Linked DNA regions of Mus musculus: regions 1 and 3 are each linked to region 2. The links are chromatin contacts, called in public targeted proximity ligation maps. All regions are on one chromosome and are shown on one strand. The core of a region is the stretch at or near the end of the contact, and the rest is flanking DNA. Distances in the headings are between cores, read along the strand shown. Region 1 holds the start of Fam111a (family with sequence similarity 111, member A). Region 2 overlaps Lpxn (leupaxin). Region 3 has its middle 33 kb from the start of Fam111a.

Evidence for each region.
Region 1: a targeted proximity ligation map of memory CD8 T cells shows a contact between it and region 2, with 162 read pairs. A contact is called at or near these places in 1 of 39 promoter capture datasets (embryonic stem cells), 3 of 484 Hi-C or Micro-C datasets (CD8 T cells, bone marrow-derived dendritic cells and regulatory T cells), 9 of 130 datasets of targeted methods (the 230-238 cell line, CD8 T cells, the NIH/3T3 cell line and 6 more) and 2 of 9 other capture datasets (adipose tissue and pancreatic islet).
Region 3: a targeted proximity ligation map of memory CD8 T cells shows a contact between it and region 2, with 89 read pairs. A contact is called at or near these places in 2 of 39 promoter capture datasets (liver and pre-B cells), 1 of 484 Hi-C or Micro-C datasets (the HL-1 cell line), 2 of 130 datasets of targeted methods (effector CD8 T cells and memory CD8 T cells) and 4 of 9 other capture datasets (adipose tissue, embryonic stem cells, liver and 1 more).

The regions. Positions count from the first base shown.
Region 1 is chr19:12,569,939-12,574,840 of GRCm38.p6, reverse strand. Fam111a (family with sequence similarity 111, member A) reads right to left here and starts at 1,316. Exons shown (of 4, transcript NM_026640.2): 1 at 1,261-1,316.
Region 2 is chr19:12,830,142-12,835,113 of GRCm38.p6, reverse strand. It overlaps Lpxn (leupaxin), which reads right to left. Exons shown (of 9, transcript NM_134152.4): 8 at 2,358-2,506; 9 at 1,301-2,029. The coding sequence ends at 1,760. Among named protein-coding and RNA genes, the nearest start is that of Olfr1444, 29 kb to the left of the region's middle.
Region 3 is chr19:12,538,219-12,543,286 of GRCm38.p6, reverse strand. No RefSeq gene overlaps it. Among named protein-coding and RNA genes, the nearest start is that of Fam111a, 33 kb to the left of the region's middle.

The sequences.
Region 1 (4,902 bases), core at 67-2,566, 260 kb after region 2:
GTTTGTTTGTTTGTTTGTTTGTTTGTTTGTTTTTCGAGACAGGGTTTCTCTGTATAGCTCTGGGGATCCTGAAACTCACTTTGTAGACCAGGCTGGCCTCAAACTCAAAAATCTGCCTGCCTCTGCCTCCCCAGTGCTGGGATGAAAGGTGTGCGCCACCATGCCCGGCATATGATCCCCTCCTGCCTCCACTCCTCCTTGCTTTTTCAGTTAGAATGATGTGAATACAAATTCCTCCGAGTATACCACATTATAATTTGAGAAGACAAAGTACTTACATGTACTATCTTTCTTTAGTAGAGCAATAAACCAATATGGCCTGTACCAAGTCCCATCCTCGGTCTCCCTAACAGTTTCCTGGAATTGCTTTCTCCATCTTCTTCCCCTTTCTCTTGCCCCCTTTTTCTTTCCCCTGGCCTTTCTCACTCTCCCTATTTCTGAATAACGCCCTGCCCCACCAAGCCCCTTTAAGCCTCTTTCTGGCTTCTGAGCCACATCCGTCCCTCCCTATTGCCTAATAACTTCCTCTCCAGCCCCTTGTCTCCCTCCCCCACCTTCACTTCCCCCTCTCTTAAAGGCGCTTATTTTCTGGCTAGCCATGTGCACATTCTTGCCTACTTACTTTTCTCTCAGAAAGGCTTTCCAGAGGCAAAGACCAGAGCTGATCTAAGCCTGCCTCTTCCTACACTACCACATCATCAATACCAGCACGCTGAGGCTAGAATGCTGAAAACAACCCTGGGCTCCCTGGGTCCTTCAGATGGGTTAGCCCTTCTGCCTCTGTCCCAAGGGCTTTCCAGCGCTAGAAGTTCCCCCATGCCACCAGTGTGCCTGAGATTTCACCCACTCTTCATTTCAGAGTAGCACAGTTTGTTTATGGACCTGCCACCTTCCCTGGCTCACAGCTAGGACCAGCTACACTTGAACCCAACATCTAGCATTAAGTCTGCTTTTGGGAGGAAACCGTCACAGTGCCCTTAAAGAACACTAAAGATGACTGGTATTTTCTAGTCCTCAGCAGAACATACTGGGTTATGTTGATGGAAACAGCAGACAAATCAGGTTAATGTAGTAACCACCTATTCGAATATGGATAGCTTCCACTCCACCTGCTAGGCAAGCCTGAGAAAGAAATCAGTATTTGTCACTTGTGTATTTTTATTCCAAGATGAAATAGACTTGCTAAATATATTGGTGAATATTTGCTGCACACCACATTCTGACATGAAGAAATTAATCTTAAAGTGGCTTTTTACTTACTGGATCTTTCCACTCTATGGCAGCTTCGCTCCAGCCGCTGGAATCCCGGGTCTTTTAGAAAAAACAGAACCAGACTGTCATTTGACGTCTTTGTTCAGAGGGTGGAGAGACTGCGGATTGGTCCTTTCTCTGAACAGCAACCAGCTGTGCTTCAGTCCATTGGCTGCATTCAGAGCGCGGGACTGGACCAGAGCAAGCGCAGTGTGCATCCGCCCTGGTCTCTAAGGGCCGCCTAGTCAAGGAAGCCCGCCAATCGAGTGGGTGTGGTCCTCTACTCTCCAGGGATCTCCTTTTAGAGCCTAGTCAAATGAGGTATGCTAACTGGACTCAGTGGGAAGCTGAGGAGCCAGGACTAGATCTGGGTTCCCTCCTGGTTTCAGGCAGGTCCAGGGATTTTCTTCCAAATAGCAAGAGAGACCAGGGCAGCAGGTTAGTGACATGCTTTCTGGCTGCAGGCAGGAAGAGAATGAGCTAGGAGGAGGAAGGCTGGAGGACTCAGGGCCTTTCTAGGGGGTAACATCCCCACAGCAGACCAGCTTCAGTACTTGAACAAATCAGAAAGAAGCTGCAAATCCTTGTCAAAGACTCATTTTTCAAAAATGTATTAAATTTATTATTTGTGTGTAATATGTGTATGTGTGTGTATGCCACATGTCACAACTTTCAGGAATTCAGGCTCTTTCCTACCATGTGAGTCTAGTGGATCAAACTCAGTCAGACTTGGCAGCAGATGCTGAGTCATCTCGATGACCTAATAAATTGATTTTTTTCCAGATGTGCATCATTGGGAGTAAATATTTTCTACTCATAAAGAGAGTGTCCACTCCAGAAATATGAGCTGTGATTAAAAAGGAGGAAGAGGAGGGAGGGAGCCAGGCAGGGAGTGGGAAGAGATTACTGGGAGACACAACTGTTATGGGGCAAGAAGGAGGATGCTTAGGGCATGGCTAAAGAACTAGGGCAGTGGAAAGTCCCAGGAATCTATAAGGGTGACCCCAGCAATGGGGGATACAGAGCCTGAACCAGTAATCTTCTATAACTGGACAAGATTTCCAATGAACAGTTTGGGACACTAACCCAGCCACAAAGCATTCTACCTACAAATTGTCCTGCCTACAAGATAGTCTGGGGAAAAGTGGTGCAGAAATTGTGGAGGTGGCCAGGGATGACTGGTCCATCTTGAGACCCATATCATGTGAGGAAGCCAACCCCTGACACTACTAAAGATATTCATTCATACTTGCAGACAGACGCCTAACATAATCATTAGCAGAAAGGCTTTACCCAGCAATGAATGGAAACACAGATGCAGAAACCCACAGCCAAACATTAGGAAGAGCTTGGGCAATCCTGCAGAAGAAAGGGAGGAAGATGGTAGGAGTCAGAGGGGTCAAGCATACCACAAGAAAACCCACAGAATCAACTAACCTGTTTCCATAGCAGCTCACAGAGACTGAGCAGATTACAACTATTGCTACCACCTTGGAGAACCCAAACATCTCTGAAAACCTAAAACATATATCTAGCTATATGCTCTTTTCCACATCTACCACACCCCAGAGTTTGTAGTTCACATAGATTCTAGAATGGTTTTTAACAATGTAAGTCAGTTTACATCATTACTCAGTCCCACAGTCTCCCTCTAGACTAGATTTTACACATTTGTGACAAAACTCAAGACTTCCTGTGGCCTACCAGATGATTTTCACATGCATGTGCTAGCACAGCTGTGGCGTGGTTCTTTCTAGGGTATATTTTATGTTCAGAAGAAGTGAGATGATTTTAAAAACATTGTCTGCTAAGAAGGGAATTTGTACAATATTCACTCCTGGATAGTTTCTTCATGATATTATGTAACTCATACAGAGAGTCAAATGGGAGCCATCTGAAGACTGTTTACGTTTTAAACACACCCACCTTCCTTATTTCAATAGCAATTAGACTGCCTATACCAGATTGCTTCTTGGGTCCATTTGCTTGGAAAATCTTTTTCTAGCCCTTTACTATGAAGTAATGTCTGTCTTTGATGTCAGAGTATATTTACTTATTATATGCAGCAGAATGATGGATCTTGTTTTCACGTCCATTTTGCTAGCTTGTGTCTTTTTATTGGGAAATTGAGTCCATTGATATTGAGAGATATTAATGACCAAATGATTTGTAATTCCTGTTATTTTTAAATTGATCGTGGTAGTGTGAGATATTCAGAGCCTAATACTCTTAGGCTCTGTCATGGCAAATGATTGTGTCCTCTGAAACTAAAATGTTTTTTATTATATCAAAACTGCAGATAAATGCCATGCATTTGAGGTGCAATGTCAAAACATTTTCTTTTTTTTTTCTTGTGTGTGTGTGTCCAGGTTTTAGAAAGCAAGGCATCAAAATAGCTAGAAAATCCATGACAAGTGGAGATGAGTTTATTTCTCTCCTACCCTGTAACAGCAGGCTTGAGGAACACATGTGACACGTCTTTCACTTTCAGTTCATCAGGCAGAAACAGTGGCACAATGCTGTGATCCCATCATCACAGGGTACAGAATAGAAGATTGTGAATTTGAGACCAAAGTGAACTGTATAATACTTCAAAAAGGGAAAAAACATCCTTTTTAAAGAATTCTATATTTATCCAGAAATATTTAAATGTATGGAGGTCTATTACCATATTCCCATGTTTGCAATAAGGGTGTTTCTGACGAAATCTAAACTGCAGGGATGCATTTTGAGAGACTCTGCCTGGACAGAGAAGATTTATATTGCTTTGCATTCTTCTTTCTGTTTAACGGAGAATGTTACTGTCATTACAAATGATGACAGCCTTAATTTTTAACCAAGCTCCCACTTTGCTAATTGCATGACTAGCTAGTGACTTTGCTGATGTGCAAACCCGTTGACTGTTGGCATCCTTCTCATGATGGATATGACTTAGAGAAAATGAGTCTTTTAGAGAAACTAAGACAGATTCTGTCTTCGTTTCCTTTTTCTATTGCTTTAGTGAAATACCCCAACAGAAGCAACTTAAAATCAGAAAGGTTTGTTTGACTCACAGATTGCTATAACCCCTCATGGGCAGGAAGTCTCAGCAGCAGAACCTGGAGAGAGTGATGTTGCATCTGCAGTGAATAGTAGAGAGCAGTTCAGGCATGCTCAGCCCCCCTCTCCCCCCATCAACATAAACAATACAGGGTTTAACCTAGGGAATATTGCCAGCATGTCTAGGCTGTTTCTTACCAAAATTTATGTAATTAAGAAACCCACATGCATGCACAGAGACCCATCTCCTGATGACTCTAGGTTCTTTTAAAGCAGACTATAAACAATAACGGTCAACACTTTTTGTTTTCATTGAGACTTTCCTCCTTACAGACCTTGACTTATGTCCTCTCATTTCCCTCTTTCCTGGTTCTTAAGATAAAGTTCTATAAAAATGGGAGATGATGGAAACTTACGAAAGAATGTATAGTCTACCAGGAGTCATCAAAGAGGAGCTAAAACTAGCAGGTGATCTTCCTCAATTGGTTCCACCATGAACTGTTAAAGTTATTGATGGATTTGCTTCTCTAGGCAAGACCAAGAATATTACATTTTAGGAAAAATTCCTGCTATTAATATGATTTTACTATTATTATTAAATATATATAACAA
Region 2 (4,972 bases), core at 79-2,578:
GTTAAAAGACTGGGTCTCAAGGCATCATCTCTTCTGGAGCAAACATAACGACAAGAGGAAAATGTTTTCATTCTAAATTGAATGCTTGTAAGCCCTGGCATTTCTCTCACTATTTTTAAGTGTTTAGATTGTAAAAGAATGTCAAAACAGTCAATTCTTCAAACCAAAGCAAAACAAAAAAATTCAGTACCTGAACATTCCATCTTTTGCACTAAAACCTTAAGTTTACTTTGTCAACCTGCCAAAGTGGCTGTGAAGCCCGCAGTGATGTCCTCAGTAAAGACAGAGTGAAGAGGGCACAGAGAAGCTGAAAGTGCATATGCTTTTTGTGCTATGCTCGCCAGCCAACCAAGACAGACAGACAGATGGCTCCATATCTCTGTGGCCTCCCAGGGATGTCCCTATTTCTTAGCGTTAACGGTCGCTACTTCTTTTTAACTCTCAAAACTCCACTTTTGTTCATCCTATCAAAGAATTCTTTTCCAAGAATCACTTCATCCATTCTAATTCTCTAAGAAGTACTATTTTCATGCCAATCTAAAAATAATGCATCAGTCCTATTTTAAAGGATCACCTTCCAGTGAAGGGGTTTTTGCCTTTAAACTCGGAATCTAGGATTGTAAAAGTCTCTTTTTTGCTATATAAAAATAAACATGTGATTATTTTTAAGATTGTAGAAAGAAAATAAAGTATGTCCATGCCTGCCCAATGAGTGCCTTACTTATGCTCTATGTACAGCCTACTTCATAAACAAACCAATAGGATATAAGACAGTCAAAGTCTTCAGTAACGTGTAAAGTTTTCTATAAATTAATGTATTTTGAAAGAACAAGTGTTTGTGACTTGGCTTCCCTGTCCAAACTAAATGACCATCACTTCATCTTTTCTAACATCTTTCCTCAAAGAAGCTGTGCACAGATTTTGGTCATTTCTCTCCATGAGGCAGTTTTGAGTTTGAAGGAGACACATCCTTCATTCTTTACTTTTAAAATGCATTTGTAAGGTATTTAATGTACAGCCAGACCTTTTTCCATAAAGAAAATGATGAAAACAAATTCTAAAAGCCTTGCTAGCTTCTAATGATCCAAAGATTTACCTCTGAAAAATAAAATGGCTAAAGACTCAGACTAACAGGAAGAGTTATAAGCAATGGGTCTTGTCTGTTAGTGTCTGCTGATTGGGGGAGGGCAGTATCTGCTATATGCAAGGAAAGAAGAGACAGATTACACTGCAGCTGCAAGTAGTGGCTGATCTTCTCTAACGTGGGAGCAGAACATTTATCTACCACATGAACATGACAGTGAGTCACCAAAACCACAAGCTGCTTTATTCATCACATGTGTCAGTAAAAATACACTTCCGCTTAAAAAGCAAAATGCAGAGACACTAAGGGTTTAAGACTATTGCGTGACCCCTGACAGCAAAGAGAGAGTAAAACCCTGTGGCCCACATCTGAAGATTTGAATGGAGCATCAGCAGAGGTCAAAGGTGAGAAAGAGAAAACCAGCAGTGGAAAGAACTGTGCACATAAGAAATATACCTTCAGAGGCTCTTGATAGCATGATCTAAATCTAAATATATAATTAAAAAGTAATGAGAAGCATCTTCAAAATGAAGGTATATGCCTAGTAACATCTACAAAGGCCCGTTTGTACTCCATTAGCCCACTGAACAGAAGGCTGGGGACAGAATCTATGCTCTTTCCTATCTTGGCCTCAGTTTTATAGGCAACATGAAGCAGATGTGAGTCAAAGGAGAACTACTGTGAAAAGAGCTTAGTGAAGCATTTTTCACAGTAGGTCTTGTTGTTCTGCTCCTTGAAGATGCCTTTCGGCAGCTGTGTCAGGCAGAAAGCACACACGAAGTGCTCAGGATGAAATTTATGTCCCATGGCACTGATGCAACGGCCAGTGATGGGCTGCCCACAGTCATGGCAGAGGGTCCCTCGGCGGTGATGGTAATGGAGTTCACAGAAAGGACGGCCATCCAGTTCAAAGAAGGAGCCAGAAGAAAAACTACTGAAGCAGTCCTGCGGGTGGAGTGAACACAGACGAAGGAAATGCATGTCAAGTGATAATGCCACCAAATAAAATGTTTGTCTTCAAAATTCCTGCCAGTTGTATGATTTTGCTCAGGTCCTTGACAAACAAAGGCTAGATTACCCATTTTTTCAAAGAGACCTGCAAAGGCCCACAATTGGTTCTGTGTGCTACTTTTTCTTTAGAAAAAATTACTACCAAGGAAACACAGATTCCTCTCCTTAGACTAGAAACCATCTCACTAAGTAGAAACTAATCCTCTTAGGAAACAAAACTCTTCAATTTTCCCTAAAACTGAAGGTAATTGAGCATACAAACCCCACACACAAAGCACTCTGGGTGCCAGACAGTGTTCATGGCTGAAAGGTAGTTTTCCAGCACTGGGCGGTTGCAGCCACCACATTTGGGTGAGAACATGGCTAAGAAATCCTTTCGGCAGTATGGCTTCTTGTCCTTCTCATGAAAGCCTGAAAAGATAAAATCAAAGCTGTAGTCTGAGTTCTTTAAAGCTACATTAGAAGCAAATATAAGGTCACTGTTATAACCTCTCACAACTTCAGTGTGCCCATGTTCAAAACGGAAATAAGTCAGGTGTCTTTTCAGCATTGATTCTGGGTTGCAGTCTCAGTATCAGGGCTATTTCTCCTTAATTCCATGATACAAAGTGTTCCCTTGGCCAGAAGTACTGTTCCTGACATTGATACAACTGTGACTCAACTCAAATGGTCATCTTCTCAGAGGCATTGACCCTGACCTTTTTTGTCAATTCGTCTGTCTTCATTATCTTTATAATACTTAAGTGTTTATCTTAAGTCATTATAGTCTGCTTTCCCTAACTCAACTAGATACCATTACCTCTCCCCATATTTATAATAAAATAATACTAAAGAGTAATTATCTTTGATAAGTTATTCTTAACCAACTAGTCAATGGAGGAGATAAAATTCACACACCCTGACTTAAATGCATCCTAAATGTGGTCTCTCTGTGGGAACTGAAGGTCAACTAAGTGTGGATATCCTAACCAAAACTGTGTAACATGAGAACACACTCTATGCCTCGACAGCCTAGTGGAATGCAACAAGGTGTGTTTAGAGAATTGCTTAAGCTGCCTACTCACTAAACATTCTAGAAATGTCCTGTGATCATAATAGCCAGATCAGAAAACTTTAATAGCATGTTAGGGGTATGATCTAAATCACATAGCTGCTGGTTTTGCTCTTAGTTCTTGTCACTGCTGAATGCAGCTCGCTTCACTCAATTAAGCTTTCTTTTCAGAAATGGGTGAGTTGCAAAAATTGCAAGACCTATGGACCTAGGACTCCAAACAACTCATTTCATACCTGTCCTGTGTTATTCCTCTGAACCCTGCAGACTCAGAAAGAGCAATTTACTTTTATCTCTCTTTCTTTTCTGACTCATTGAAAAGATATTTAGAGTTTGTTTAAGGGAAACTGAATGTCAAACCACTCACTACTTAGGAAAAAGGAAGTCATCTTCCTTGCTTTTGTATAGCACAGCTTTCTTTTTTTTAACTTTCAGCATGCTTCACTCACCTAAAAACTTATTAAAATGCAGATTGCTAGATCCTCCCCGCTCCCCCCAACCCGTGCCTAGTTTTTTTTATTCAGTGTTTCTGTGATAGTACTGAAGATTTTGCATTTTTAACATGCCCCCAAGTGATATAAATTGGTATTTCTTAAGAAAGCTGCAAGACGATGCACCTAACCTAGGTATGACCTCCATTTAGAAATCTTCAGGGCAGTTGGTCTCCAGAGTGAGACAGTAGGGGAGTAAGAGCCTCCATTTCAACTTGGATAAGTCTCAGGAGGAGAATCAAAGCAACCCACCAAACTTGCTATACTGTTGCCACACTTAGTAACCCAATAAATTGGGAAAGTTTCAGCATTACTGTCCCTAAGGCTCTCTCTGGGTCTAATTACCTCAAAAGAATGAATGAGAGACATTGACAATTAAAAGTACCACAGAGAGAGGAGGGTGGTTTCACTCTAGTGTGACTCTTAGCCAAGGGGGAAATTAGAGAGCACCTGCATGGCCTGGATAATGAACAATTAAAAAGAAAGATGTAGGCACTGAGGACATAGTCCCCTAGGAAGGATGCTAAGGACCAATGCTTTTAGAAACTTTAGTCTTAAAGAGGGATTCTCTGAACTAAGGGAAAACGTGGATGAACTTAATTTCCCAGGAGGCTCCATAGTTAAACTGTTATTATTGATGCTCTGTATGTGACTATGTAGCTTGGACTAAAAGTCAGGATGCCGTCTAATTAATGGACTGACCATATGGCAGGAGACCCATTTACAAGAAAGCCAGGAAAAAGAATAAACTATAACCCAAAAAGGAGCTTCTAACTAGTAAATAGTCCCTTTGCCAGGTGCCTTCATTAATAAATATTTTCAGTGTAGTTTCATACTTATTTCAAATCATAATGACCTAATCAACTTTGTCAGGTTATGAGGAGCCCAACTCAAGAACAATTAAACTAGATATGTTTTGCAGTCATCCTAAAGGCTGGGCATTTTTCTTTTGTACATAAGTATGGCTATGCTTCAAATGTGCCTTTACTTGTTTCCAGGCAATTTCTACATCATCAATACCAATAGACAGTGCTGTTCACCCTCTCCTTAAAGGTCATCAATGAGAAACCAAAGTACAAATCTAGCTTAGGGAATTTCTGAGTTTATTGGATTTATATAGTGTGATTAACCCTGGAGTAGCCACATCACCAGAAAGTCTCCCTGAACATGGATAACAACTTCCCTATAGCTGCAGAGATGGAATTCCCTCTTCTACTAACCTTACACACTGTATTTTCTAGCACCTCCTGAGAACATGAGACCATGTACCCCTAGATCAGAATCACATTCAGCTGGCCAGGAAGTGATCCTCCTTAGCCCCTCCTTCTATGAAGA
Region 3 (5,068 bases), core at 142-2,641, 290 kb after region 2:
GCCTGGGCCTAAAGGCCTAGAATTTTGTTTTTACGTTTTACTTTTTCAGAGATCAGTTGAGACAAACCTGTGCACCCATGTGCTATAATGCTTTAAGTGGGAAGTACAGCTCTGTCTGCAGCCAAAGTGAACTGCAGTAATCATTTCTTCAGCAGTGCTTGAAGGAGACCCATGCTAATTTTTTGAAAGCAATTTCTGTGAAACCATCTTGGCCACGTCATGAAAATGCCTCCTGAGATTTTTCCATCATAATTGAGATTTTACTTTATTTTAAAATTTTGTATGTGTGAGTGTTTGCCTGGATTTATGCTTGTGTACTGTGTGTATTCAGTGCCTGGAGGGGTCAGAAGAGGACATTGGATCTCCTGGAACTGAAGTCACAGACACTTGTGAGCCACTATGTAGGTGCTGGGGAATAAACCTCTGCATCTGGTAGGCTATTTTTCCAGCCCCACAGCGTTTTGTTGAGTGTCACAGAGTAAGTGCTGTATTCGGATTTCTTTCTCAGGCATGTGCGTAGGAAGCAGCTCCACTCACATAGGTGGCTACTTCATCCGTACGACTATTCACCAACTGTTTCCATCAACACAAATGTGTTATCGTAGGAATGTTCTACCATGGACTAGAAAGGTGAAAAACCTCTTGATTTTCCAGTAGGTTCCTCAAAAATCCAACCAACCTTCAATAGAAAACATAAAGAACACTGTGCAAAACAAGATTACCTCACCCTTTGTTTCAAAATCTTAAATTTCCTGTAATCCACAAATCTTGACTCTGCTACTAAATGCTAACCAATCTCCCGCAGCAAACCAGAAGTCAGCACGTCAGAGTCTTGCTCAGCTCAGCTTGATCTTTCTCCCTCACTCTCTCCTAAGAATCTCTCCTAAGATTTCATGAAGTGATTGTTTTAACTACCCCAAGGGCAATAAACTGAACTTTATTTAACACCAGATTTCTGGGAGCCCCCATTTGGGTTAGCAACCAGCTAGAACCAGTACAGGGCTCTAAGGTCTTCTCTGCAGGTGTTCTCTGCCCTGGAGGGGATCAAAAGAGGTTGTAATAGTTTCTGTTTTCTTTAATTGTGCTTGTCAAAAGCTGAATAAAATGGGCAAATTTACTTTTTAAGGATTTTTATTTCTTTTGGTTTGGTTTTGGGGTTTTTAAACTGGGTCTCTCTATTGTATAGCCCTAGCAGACCTAGAGCTTGCTATATAGACCTGACTGTTCTTGAACTCACAGAAAACCACCCGGCTCTGTCTCCTGAGAGCTGGGATTAAAAGGGTACACCTGCTACAGAAGACTGTTTTATTATATGATTACATTTTGAAGTGCTTTTATGTGTGACAGATAAGATCTGCCCCTTGTTAGCCACCCAGGAAACAGCCCATCCCCCCTCTTCAACTGTCAAAGAAGCAGAGAATGGGGCAAATGTAAATGCTGAAAGGTGTTGGGAGGGTGAGCAGAGAAATTGAAACAGAGAGAGAAATCAGTGAAGCTAGGAAGCTTTAAGCATCTTTAAGATTGGTCAGGAAATGGTTGGGGAGGGAGGCTAGGAGGGAGTAAACTAGAAGTAAGGGGGTGGGGCAGAGGAGGATGTAAATGAAGAGGGGTAAGGACGACTGGGAAGGAAGAGGGAAGGTTTGGAAGAGTAATGAAACTCAGTTTGAGAGCTAGTGCTCCCTCCTTCTTAAAAGTCAGAAATAAAATGGAGAAAAAGAAACTTAAGGTGGGAATGGCATAAAACAAACCAGTTGGCCAGAGATTAATTTTCTAAGGGTGTAGCTTCCTTTCACCCACCCTCTCTTCTCCTTTGCCTTGCTCCCTTACCTACTCAGACCTTCCTTGAGTGCGTTCTCATTGACCAGACTATGTCTCTGAGAGATGCTTAATTGATTACTCCTCATAGAAGAGCTGACCTGAGTCAGGGGCTGGGTTTGCTGGCTGAGAGCAATATGTGCAGCAGGTATGTAAGTGCAGAGACTACACAGGTACTTTCCAGGGTGGACAAGGGCTTGGCAGCACTAGAACCCCTGGGCTGGAAAGGACAGAAGTGCCATTCATTTGGAGGACCAGGAAAGCATAAGTTTGTTTTCAGTGGCTGCTTCTTGTCCCACTGTGTCCTGGAGGCAGCAATGTGGTGGGTTAGGACAAGGTGTCTGTTATCTGTTTATCTTGTTTCTTCTCTTTTTTTTTATTAGATATTTTCTTTATTTACATTTCAAATGTTATCAGCTTTCTCAGTTTCCTCTTATCTTGTTTCTTAAAACTCTGGCTGAGGAAATCGAAACAGAGAGAGAAATCAGTCAAGCTAGTAAGCTTTCAGCATCTTTAAGATTGGTCAAGAAATGGGGGTGGGGGTGTAAGAGGGCGTAAAAAAGAACTAAGGGGGGTAGGGCAGAGGATGTAAATGAAGAGGGGTAAGGAAGACAGGAAAGAAAGAGAAAAGGGAAATGAGAAATTAAAGGGTAATTGGCTGCGGTGGTGAAAAGTGGGGCCAGGAGACTGGTCAGGGAACCCTCCACAGGCTCCATTACTTTGTGACTTCACTGAAGAAGAGGCAGCAACTCCTGTATTAAGGTCAGTGGAATCCTAGCTCCTCCTGGATTGGCTTAGGATAGCTGCAAGCATTGAATATTTTGCTATAACATGATTCTGTCTGGATAGGGGAAAAGCTAGGAGGTGGGGAAATGGATACAGAGTAGATTCTTAACCTCTTAACTCTTGCTAAAACACTTGCAAAGGAACTGGAAAATTCATGTTGTTGTCTGTGGGAGAGGGAGTCCAACAGAGATGGCCACTCAGACACTGTCTATAGCCAATTGAAAGTCTTTATTCCAACTGGCTGAGAGTAGTCGGGGGCCCAAGTATAACATCCCTGAGCATTTAGACTAAGGGGATTTTAAAGGCAAAAATCACAGCCTGCTATCTTGCTCAGCAAGAATTTTCTATAGGATTCTTTCAAGGAGATCAAATTGGAGTTAAACCTAAAATAACCTCAGCAAGAATATAAGATGATGGAACCTCTGCCTTGTCTTGCCCTGTCTCCTCTGCTCAGTTCATTTTCCTAAGTGTAACCCCCAAGTTCACTAACAGATTGAGAAATAAATCCGTGGCCTCAGAAATACTATGACACAGTCCAGTTCCTCATGTGCTTTCCAATTTTCATTTCCCCAGAACTTCCACTGTTCTAAGAGTGTCCCTAGTTAAGTCTTAGTATTGATAACAGTATCAATAACAGTAATATTCCCTAATCAATCTGTCACAGGCAGTCATTGCCTGAAGCCATTGCCTGCATATTGTTTGTTTATTTGTTTTGCTTTGTTTTGTTTTGTTTCAAGACAGGTTTCTTCTGTGTTGCCCTTGGATGTCCTGGAACTTGCTTTGTAGATCAGGCCTCAAACTCACAGAGACCTGTCTGACTCTGTCTCCTGAGCACTGGGATTAAAGGTATGTGTTACCATACCCAGCTTGCATGATGTATTTTTAATCTTCACAATAGTTGATGGTGAGTCTATGCCATGCCTTTTGGGGTGAAAAAGAGGTGGAAAATAAATAACATGCTCAAGACCATATAGCTGTGAGTGAAGTCTGAGGTGATCCTAGACTCATGGGCACTCACTCTTCTGGACATATCACCATAGGATATATTTGTCTCATTTACAGTTGCTGCTGCTTTTTGCAAACAGGAAACTAGGTCCAGAGAGGCTACATAGATTTCCATTGTAGCTTAGTAGCAGTAGTTATTGGCAGAAATCTAGGGCTCAGATTCTACAACAGAAGGGTTAAGATCATGGATATAGTCTTTGAATGGCTCCCACTCAGCTTAGTGTATCACTTAAACAATAATGTGAAGAAGCAACCCATGGGTGACAGTTCCAGAGACAATTTCCATGTTCTTTTCAATAGACTAATAATTTTATGATTAAAGACTATGAAAGTGCACAATTACATCATGTTAGTGGTAGCTGGCTTATAATCCCTCACTGAGTATGATTACAAGATCAGGCTGCCTGGGAAGAGCCCTCTTTAAAAGAATAGGGTTAGTCTGCAGTTAAATGCATGAACTTGCTGCTCTTACAGAGGTGATAAATTCAGTTCCCAGCAATAGTGGTTCACAACCCCCTGAATCTCAAGTTTGAGGGAATTGAGCACCCTTCTCTTGGTTACCATGGGCCTTTCATTTACATGGTGCAATGCCCACACACACACAAGCACATAAAATTAATAAAGAAATAAAAAATAGTTAATGAAAAATGATTTTTATATCTCTGTTTATTTTTATTTGAGTAAATAAATCGGCATTGTGACTATAGAAGATAAGGTCCTTAACTTCTAGAGATAGAAAGTGACTTAGGCTTAAAATGGCATCTAGAATAAAAGACAATGTAAATTTGCTGCCGGGAGACCTCCTGGGTCATCATACCAAGGCTGGTTCAGAGTTAGAGGTAAAAGTTCAGAAGGTATTTTAGGAAAATCAGAAGTCTTTGAAATCGGGGTACAAGCTCTGCAACCATAGCTTCTGGGCTTGAATAGAAAGGGTTAATATTCACGGAGGACTCATTGCTGTCAGCAGTGGCTTCTTCATACTCTGGGGGTGGAACCAGATTTAGCTGCTGGCTTTGCTGCTGAGGTGGTTGAAAGCCACCATGGGGTTGGATCAGGAGAGTCTTCATCCTGTGAGAAAACGCAAGCATACCTCGACCAGCAGTTAACAGTACACTGGGGCCTTTTCCACAATGATTGACCACAAGAAGGGGATGTTGGAGAATATGATGTGGAAGCTATAGTTAAATTTTCTTTTTTATAATTTAGTAATATGTCCCTCTAAAGTCTGATAATCTCTTTCCATAATAGATTGTCCTTATGGGTTATATGGAATATCTATAAGAATCAAAGAGGTGAGTACAGAGAGGGTAAATAAATCTATTCAAGTAGCATGTTTTACTAGAGGCATCTAGTGGGACTATGAGGAGTGGATACAACAACCAAATTGCAAGATTGTGTGTAATTAATTTGCTTTAATTGTTGGCTTGAAATTTCTTTTTGTACCTATTGTAGAGCTTATTTT